Linked DNA regions of Anas platyrhynchos: region 2 is linked to region 1. Evidence: chromatin contacts called from public Hi-C data. All regions are on one chromosome and are shown on one strand. Each heading gives the region's core, a stretch centred on a gene start, on an enhancer-like site or on the middle of the called end of the contact. The rest is flanking DNA. Distances are from core to core; before and after follow the strand shown. Region 1 holds the start of ACTB (actin beta). Region 2 overlaps RNF216 (ring finger protein 216).

Region 1 (4,387 bases), core at 1,834-4,333:
AGCTGGACTTACCCAAGAAAGATGGCTGGAAGAGGGCCTCGGGGCACCTGAACCTCTCATTGCCAATGGTGATGACCTGGCCATCAGGGAGTTCATAGCTCTTCTCCAGGGAGGAGCTAGAGGCAGCTGTGGCCATCTCCTGCTCGAAATCCAGGGCGACATAGCACAGCTTCTCCTTGATGTCACGCACAATTTCTCTCTCGGCTGTGGTGGTGAAGCTGTAGCCTCTCTCTGTCAGGATCTTCATGAGGTAGTCCGTCAGGTCACGGCCAGCCAGATCCAGACGGAGGATGGCATGGGGGAGGGCGTAGCCTTCGTAGATGGGCACAGTGTGGGTAACACCATCACCAGAGTCCATCACAATACCAGTGGTACGACCAGAGGCATACAGGGACAGCACAGCCTGGATGGCTACATACATGGCTGGGGTGTTGAAGGTCTCAAACATGATCTAGGGGAGAGAGAAGGAAAGGTTGAGTCAAACAGAATAAAACGAGGTTCTCGCTACAGGCCTAAACCAAGTCCATGCAAGTGAAACCACTTTATTTTATTTATTACTTTTGCCCCCAGATAAGAGCCTCATCTTTGCTCCCCCAGGAAGGAGGGGTGCTTATCTCGCCTGGCCTCCACCCACACCTGCCAGGTCAGAGCCTGAGCAAGGACACCACCGCCACAGGCCCATCCGCATGACACAGCAAGGAACAAACAAGTGCCAGATCAACTACGGTACGGTCACTCAAGGCCAGTAAATGGATTAGTGTCTAGTCAGAAATAGCAGTTAGACAAGTTGCTAGTTCAGTCTCAGAGAAAGCCAGCTTAGAAGAGCAAACAAAACCTGTCAAGGTCCAGCAAAGAGGAGACTCAGGTCAGGAAAGGAAAACCCTGCAAAGATGGCAAAAAGGGAGAACAGTGGTGAAGGCAGAGAGAGGGCAACATGGAAGAGGAGAGCTGGCCTGCAGCAACATCTGCTGTAGCTCCAAGCTCAGGAGTTCTACACACCTGTGTCATCTTCTCTCTGTTGGCTTTGGGGTTCAGGGGAGCCTCTGTGAGCAGCACAGGGTGCTCCTCAGGGGCTACTCTCAGCTCATTGTAGAAGGTGTGGTGCCAGATCTTCTCCATGTCATCCCAGTTGGTGACAATACCGTGTTCAATGGGGTACTTCAGGGTCAGGATACCTCTTTTGCTCTGAGCTTCATCACCAACATAGCTGTCTTTCTGGCCCATGCCAACCATCACACCCTGCACAACAAAGAAAAAGCATGAAGTTTAACCGAAGGACAAGCCCTGTTAGGCAAGTAACATTTTTCCAAAGCCACATCTCTATAATTACTGTTCCTCTTGTGTCAGAAAAATCATTCAGTCAGCAGCTCCAACGCATGCTGCATGAAGGCTCCACAGGAGGCTGTGCACTCAGCCAGTTCCTGTTGCAGTGCAGAAGCCTCTTGTGCCACATAGGAAATAAAAGGGCTTCTTGCAGCTCGCTGCCTTTAGCAGAAATGATTTCACCAAAGGTCCTCTCCATTGTCTGGAAGCAGCACCCCAGCCACATCGTACCTGATGTCTGGGGCGACCCACGATGGATGGGAAGACGGCACGGGGGGCATCGTCCCCGGCGAAACCGGCCTTGCACATACCGGAGCCATTGTCAACAACGAGCGCAGCAATATCATCATCCATGGCTGGCTGCGGAAGAAGAGAGATGGAACGTGAGCACCGCCGGCCACACACCAGCAACCAAACCCCATCCTGCAGGGGGAATCGCCCCTGGAGGCAGCAGCCAGAGAGGGGAGAGCCAGCGGTGTACAGGGCTCATGTGCGGGGCTCTGCGATGCCTCGGAGGCCTTCCCCACCCATTTCCTTCCTGCCAGAGCCTGCACCGCTTCGCCCGGCGCCCGCTAGAGGGTGCGGCGCCTTCCAGATTTCGGCAGCGCACAGATTTGGGACAAAGGAAGTCCCTGCGCCCTCTCGCATTATTACCATAAAAGGCAATAAGGCTGCAGCTCGCTGCTCCTCGCCAGCCGCCAGCTTTCGGGGGGCCGCCGCCAGCCACTCCCCCGACCCCTCCCCAGCCCCGGGGAGCCCCACGGCCACTCCCCACCCCCCCACCCTCTTTGGGGGCTGCCACCTCCTGGGGAGGGGGCACTCACCACCCTCCCTGCCTCCCCCCACTCCTCCTCCTCCTCTTCATCCCGTCACGCCCAAGCTGCCCGCACACCTCCGGGGGGCGGCTTCCAGGAGGCAGCCGCCGAGCTCCCGGCTTCGGGAAGGGGCAGGGAAGCGGGCTCGGCCCCGGGGGGTACCGGGGTGGGGGGGTGCAGGGAGCCGAGCCCTGGCTCTGCCTGCGGGCGGTGCCGGCCGGGGGCGGCTCCTGGGACATGTGCCCGAGTGGTGCCGGCCCTGCCCTGCACACGGGGGGCTTCTCCTCTTCCCCCCCCCCCTCCTTTTTTCCCTTTGTTCCAGAGCGCCCCTCGTAACGGGGAGCCGCCCACACCCCCCCCCACACACAGAGAAACCCACCCGTTTTCTGCATGGGGGTGCTGAGGGAGCCGCCCCCCTGTCCCCACAAGGGGAACGTGCCCCCCCCCCAGTCCCTACAAGGGGACACTGCCCATCCTGACCCCACCAGGATGAGGGGAATCGCCCCTCGACCCCACAAGGGGTGCTGAGGGGAGTCGCCCCCCCCCCCCATCCCCTCACACACAGCCATAGCAGGGCCGGGGGGGGGGCAGCCCTGAGCAGACAAAGCCCCACGCCCCAGCCCACCGCCACAAATCCTCTTAGGAGGCGGATTAACCGCACACACCACGTTAGGAGAGGGGGGGGCACACCATAAAGCCCCCCTCACACCTCCACCACCCCCCTCAGCACCCCAAAGCGCCTCAGCGCTCCTCTCCTCACACACCCCCCCCTCCACAGCACTACCCAGACCCCTCACCCCCCTCCACCCCCGAGCAGATCCCACGGATACCGACCCCAAAACCCCACCGCCAGCGAGGCGAGGGCCCCCTACACCCCCCCCCACACACCCCTTTCCTTTTACCCCCCGGTCCCCCCTCACCTTCGGGGAGTTGCGCGGTCAGAGGCGGGCGGGCGGCGGGAGCGGGGCACGGGCGGGCGCACGGGGCGAAGGCAGAGCTCGCAGCGACTCCCGCCCGCCGCGCGCCCCGCCTTTTATACCGGCCGCCGCCGCCGCCGCCTCGCCATAAAAGGAAACTTTCCGAGCGCGCGGCCCTGATTGGCCCCCGCCGCGCCTCCCCGCCTCGCGCGCCGGCCCCGCCCCCTCCTCCTCCTCCCTCCCCCCCCTCCCTCCTCGCGCCCCGCCCCGGCGCGCGCCCGCCCCGCCCCGCCCCGCCCGGCGCGCGCGCGCGCCCTCCCCCCCCCCCTCCCAACCTCCCCCCCCCCCAGCGGAACAAATACACAAATAAATAAATAATTAAATGGGTGGGGGGCGATTTTTTTAATTGATTGATTTATTATTTTTTTTTGGGGGGGGGCGCAACGCCACACCCCGATTTGGCACTGCTTTGATTAGGGGGGGTAATTGCACGGCCACCCCCACTGTTGTCGCTTTGAAGCAGGGTGCAGAAATGGGGAGCGGCCGCTGCTCGGTGCTCAGGGCACGGTGCTCGGTGCATGCTGACCACTGCATGGTGCTCAGTGCATGGTGCTTGGTGCTCGGTGCATGGTGCACAGTGCCCTGTGCATGGTGCTCAATGCATGCTGACCACTGCACGGTGCTCGGTGCATGGTGCTTGGTGCTCTGTGCATGGTGTCCTGTGCATGGTGCTCAGTGCATGGTGCTTGGTGCATGCTGACCACTGCATGGTGCACAGTGCACAGTGCATGGTGCATGGTGCACAGTGCATAGTACACAGTGCCCTGTGCATGGTGCTCAGTGCATGCTGACCACTGCACAGTGCTCGGTGCATGGTGCTCAGTGCTCTGTGCATGGTGTCTTGTGCATGGTGCTCAGTGCATGGTGCCCCTGTGCATGGTGCTCGGTGCATGCTGCGTGCTGCCCGGTACCTGGTGCACGGTGCCCAGTGCCCGGTGCATGTTGCTCAGTGCCCCCCCAGCCCATTACCAGCCACAGGCATCAGGAAACAGGCACAGAGCCCAGCGAGGCGCTGGTCAAGCAGGGCCCAGCCCTGCCCTGCACACAAAAGCAAGAATTTGGCCGAATTTGGGTGATTTTCACATCTTTCCCATTTTCCACAGGCACCCAGCCGGGGATGAGGATTGCACTGAGGGCAGCGCCCGCAGAGAGGCCAGGGGCAGCTGCACGGGGCCTCGCAGCTCTGCACGAGCACGGGCTGGTTAATTAAGTTAATTAAGGAGGCCCGTAAGTAAAGGCACAGCAGCCGCCCGCAAGCTGTTGCCGGCTCGG
Region 2 (4,188 bases), core at 1,437-3,936, 49 kb after region 1:
AATCTGTGCTGAGCTGGTTTCGTTACAGGGCTGCAATTCCCAAGCAGAGGAGGTAAAGGGAGAACACGAGCACAGCCTTCCTCCCCGCTCCCTTAATGCCGCACCGACCTCGGGTACAAGCGGGTGCAGGAGGAGCTCCAGGAACCCAGCGTAAGCACGGGTACGCTCTCATGGCAAACTCCTTCAGAGCTGTTTCTGGGATTTCTTATATGTTAAACCAGGATAAAGAGGACACGATCCAGCCCCAAACAATCCACATTGGTGCAAAAACCTGCTTTAGATCCGTAGGAACACCCAGCACAGGAAAAGGGGGCTTGGAGAGCACCCGACTGATCCAAGAGCTGGCACCGCTGCGGGCAGCAGCCTAGATCGACCCCAGGCATCAACCCCAAAAGCATAAAACCCATTCAGCGTGGCAAAACGGACACAATGCCTCGGGTGGACAAGGAGTGACGAAGTGGTAGCGGGGAGGAAATCAGTGCTGGGTGGTTTCCTCCTCCTGCTGGAGCTGCTGTTCCTCAGGCAGCGCTGCCGCTCAGCGGCCGCCGGCCACAGCGCAGCTCTCGGGGTTTGGGGATGGAAAAGGAGGAGAGAAAGGAGGAGACGAGCTGCTGGGAGAAAATGTGACGTCTCCTCAGCACAGCCATGATTTGTTCTGGGAGGGGAAAGGAAGCCTTGGAGTAGTCTGTGTGAATGGGGCAGCGTGAAAACCTAACTGGAGACCTGCAGGGGCCGGGGATAAGGAAAATCCACATTGATTCCTGACGCTCATTAACAGTGCTGGTCAAAGCTTTTACAGCCATGTATTAAACCGAGTTACCAAAAATGACAACTCCAACCAACGCCTCCTGTTTCACATGTTTTTGTTAAATGAAATATATCACAACCCCCCCTACCTTTAAGACAATGGAGACGTGCGATGCCCAAAACGCAAAGGAAAGCAAAGCAAGCTTCTTCCCCTCCCCAGAGCTCAGCTTTAAAGGGCTGGATAACCCGGTGCTTTGGCTGCAGTAGTTAGAGACGTACAGAACCAAAATACCCGCAGCTTCACACCAGAAGTGCTGCTGGGCACCAGTAACACCCTGCTGCTGGTCAGAGAGGAAACTGCGAGCACGAGGAACTGCTCGCTTACCGTAACACAACCAGAGGCACGGCTCTGCTGCTGAGAACAAACATGGTTTAATGTCATTTTGTACCAGAGTTTAAAGAATTCCACTACTGATATTTGAAAGAATTAGTTCTGATTCAAAGCTCCTTCCTTTTAAGCCCCATGGATGTGAGGAATGCACCACAGGTCCCAGGCAGCAGGACGGCTGCACGAATGGGCGCTGGAGCATTCGCATCACTCCTTCATCTCACCAGGATCCCTTCCCTAAGCTAAGAAAAAAGTGTTTATTGTACAGGTAAGCTTCACCCCTGAAAACAACATTTTTTTCAAAAGCTATCCCCTGCCTCTGGGCAGGATCCAGCAGCTCTCCAAGCAGAGAAATTTGGGGACAGCCCGGTGGAGTGGCTCAGGCACCTTGCACGGTGCTCATCCAGCAACCCAAGGCAGCTGGAGGAAGCCACTGCTTGATCACTTTATAAAGGTGGGTTAAATATAGGCTGTGACCTCACGCTGAAGACGTTTAAACCCACAGACCTCAAGTTGCAGCACTCTCTGCTAGGGCAGGAAGGCAGAGAAATTCAGTACCTGCTACAGGAGTCACTCGTGGAGCTGGTAACCAGCCTTCAGATCTGCAGGACTGATTGCAGGTATCAGCTGTGCGCCTGCCCAGCCAAAGTAAATAATTAAACTGGTTCAAAGCTCTCAGCAGCTGACCCTCCTGCATCTCCCCCCCGCTGCAGATTGCCTTACTCCACCCAGCAGAGGAGATCTAAGAGGTTGTCCATTTAAGCCTGCGCACAGCAAAACAGCGATGCTGTTTCCAATTGCTCGAAGTCCAGATCATGAAATCTAGCAGGGCTAAGTAACAATGACTGTGGTTTTAGTGGAACAATGCCGACCTCGGGACTGGACCAGATTTAGCTTGCAAGATAAGCAGCCTGATTTTTTTCAGGATAACTCAGGGGCTGCACCCAGAGATAACGCGATGGCGAAGGTGGTACAAAAGCAAGGCACCTTGTTCGCAGAGATAGCTGCTAATGAAGCATTGTAAGGCCACGAGGAGGAACAATCCCTGGAGTTAATTTTGAAACTTCCCTCTTACACCACCACAAGACAAACAAATCCCCTATCGCCCTGCCCTGGACACCGATCCCTCCCCACTGCTTTCTGGGGCAACAACTGCAGACCTCTTCCAGAGCCGGCTGTCCTGCTCATCTCTTTGGTCTCTCTCCCCTTCCCAGCTCCCAGATTTTGTGCTAGGAAAGGATCACACCAGGACCTCGTTTCCAGATGTCCTCTCCTCCAGCAGCAGTTGCGTGGAGGCCCAGGTTTATGTAACATACCTACGACCACTTTTAACGAGCCTGTGCAATATGGCAATTCGGAGCGTAATTCAGCAGCATTAGCACGCTTCTTTTCCCATTTAGAGCCTTATTTTCAACAGTACCCTTTGCTTACAGCATAAGTTAACATCCCAGGTCATTGTAACACTTGCAAGGGATGAAAAATGTGAGCTTTCTGAGCAGGGTGGCTATGCTGGCAAAACAAACTCTCAGAAACTGTGCGAGTACAGCTTGCTTTGCCAGGGAAATTAACCTTGAGCAAGGGGAAACCCCGCAAGTAAGCTGCTCCTAGATTTAAGCTAGCCATAACAAAAACAAAACAAAAAAAAAGCACAATTCAAAGCAGACAACGCAGAGAACCAGCAAGGGTACAGAACTGCAGGAAGATGAGAACAAAATGATACTTGGCCTCCTTGAAATCTCAGAAGTTTGTACAACTTTTTTGTTTTAATGCCTGCATGGGAGAGTTGCCTCTTACCTGTTCCTCTCCATGCAGAGGCTAAGAGAAAGCACTTTCAAAGCCCCAAAATTTGATCTGCACAGCACAGCAGGCAGACAGTGCTTATGGCAGAGAGTGAAAATGGTGAGAACGGCCCTCTGAAGTGCTCACCTCCATCTCCCAGACTCACCAGTGTGACACCAAGCCAGCTGCAACTCGTTTGCTACCCTAAAATAAGCCAGTGGTAAAATCAAAGCTGGGGGGCCCCGTGCTAGCACAGCCTGCTGGAACACCCTGGCTCGAAGGGGTGCTGCGTGGACACGCAGGGTGCTGGGCAAGGCTTTGAAAGCCTCAAAGCACCAGGCAGTGCAGCGTGGTGGGAGATGTTGGACCTGATGTTCCAGTGCAGCCAGGCACTGGGCTTCCTCCCACAGAACAAAAGCTATTCGAGCACCTGGTAAAAAAAAAAAGAAAAACAGACACTAAACAAATGAGCATGCGCTGCGGTAAAGCCGAGTAAGGCATTAAGAACTAACCAAGGAAATAAGTGTGCAGGCAGCTGACCAATTCCTCTTTCAGAGCCCCCAGCTGACATTTTCACTGCCTCCTGTTGTACCCAAAGCACCCACGAGTCCAGACCAACCCCGGCTGGGCATGGGTTTCCCTTTGGTGCAGAGGTGGCAAGAGAAACCCCAAAAGTGCAGCTTCAGGAGGGTTTCTGAAGCCCTAAAGGGTTTCTGAAGCCCCCCCAGGCGCAGGACACTGAAGTGGAGCAGCTTTCAGGGAAGGCTGAGACAAACAAGACCCAAAATCTGGGGGTGCAACACCCAAAAAGTCTCTTACCCATATGGTGAAAAAGACCAACTTCAACCCTTGCCATACGCATGCCCTCACATCCCAGTAAACAACTGTGGGTGTTTTGCAGGCAGGAACACACCAGCCTTCAATTTGTGAGGTTTGGAGTGATACAGGAACGACCGAGGGGCCCTGCACACCACACAAACCCACCTGGGGGTGCAAGGAGCATGGCACAGGGGCCAGGGCCACCCGAGGATATCCCACACCGTGTGGGCTCACACCCAGACCCGTCCAGTCTTCACCAAACCCATCGGCCGAGCTACGTCCTGCAGGAGGACAGGCAGGTTCAAGCAGTGGTGCCGCAGTACCCTGCCAAACAAGGGCCAGCTCAGGACACTTTTGTCTCCTAATTAGAAGAATCATTGAATCTGTAATTTAGTTTTCACTTAAGTCTTATAATCCCTTTTGATTCGCATTTTTAGTAGTCTCGGAAAAACGCA

The links. A called contact is a pair of places that touch in the nucleus more often than the background predicts.
Region 2: a Hi-C map of small yellow follicle shows a contact between it and region 1, with 2.1 times the contacts expected there. The contact joins the enhancer-like site here to the promoter of ACTB in region 1. A contact is called at or near these places in 4 of 8 Hi-C or Micro-C datasets (liver, skeletal muscle, small yellow follicle and 1 more).

What each region holds. Positions count from the first base shown.
Region 1 is chr15:16,372,229-16,376,615 of IASCAAS_PekinDuck_T2T, forward strand. ACTB (actin beta) reads right to left here and starts at 3,084. Exons shown (of 6, transcript NM_001310421.1): 1 at 3,059-3,084; 2 at 1,555-1,683; 3 at 1,000-1,239; 4 at 13-451. The coding sequence starts at 1,677.
Region 2 is chr15:16,421,410-16,425,597 of IASCAAS_PekinDuck_T2T, forward strand. All of the region lies in intron 13 of RNF216 (ring finger protein 216), which reads right to left. Among named protein-coding and RNA genes, the nearest start is that of FSCN1, 32 kb to the left of the region's middle. Within about 2 kb of position 2,687, at least 5 of the 8 cell types and tissues checked have an H3K27ac peak or open chromatin away from gene starts, as enhancers often do. A contact at or near this core is called in small yellow follicle, where this site is marked.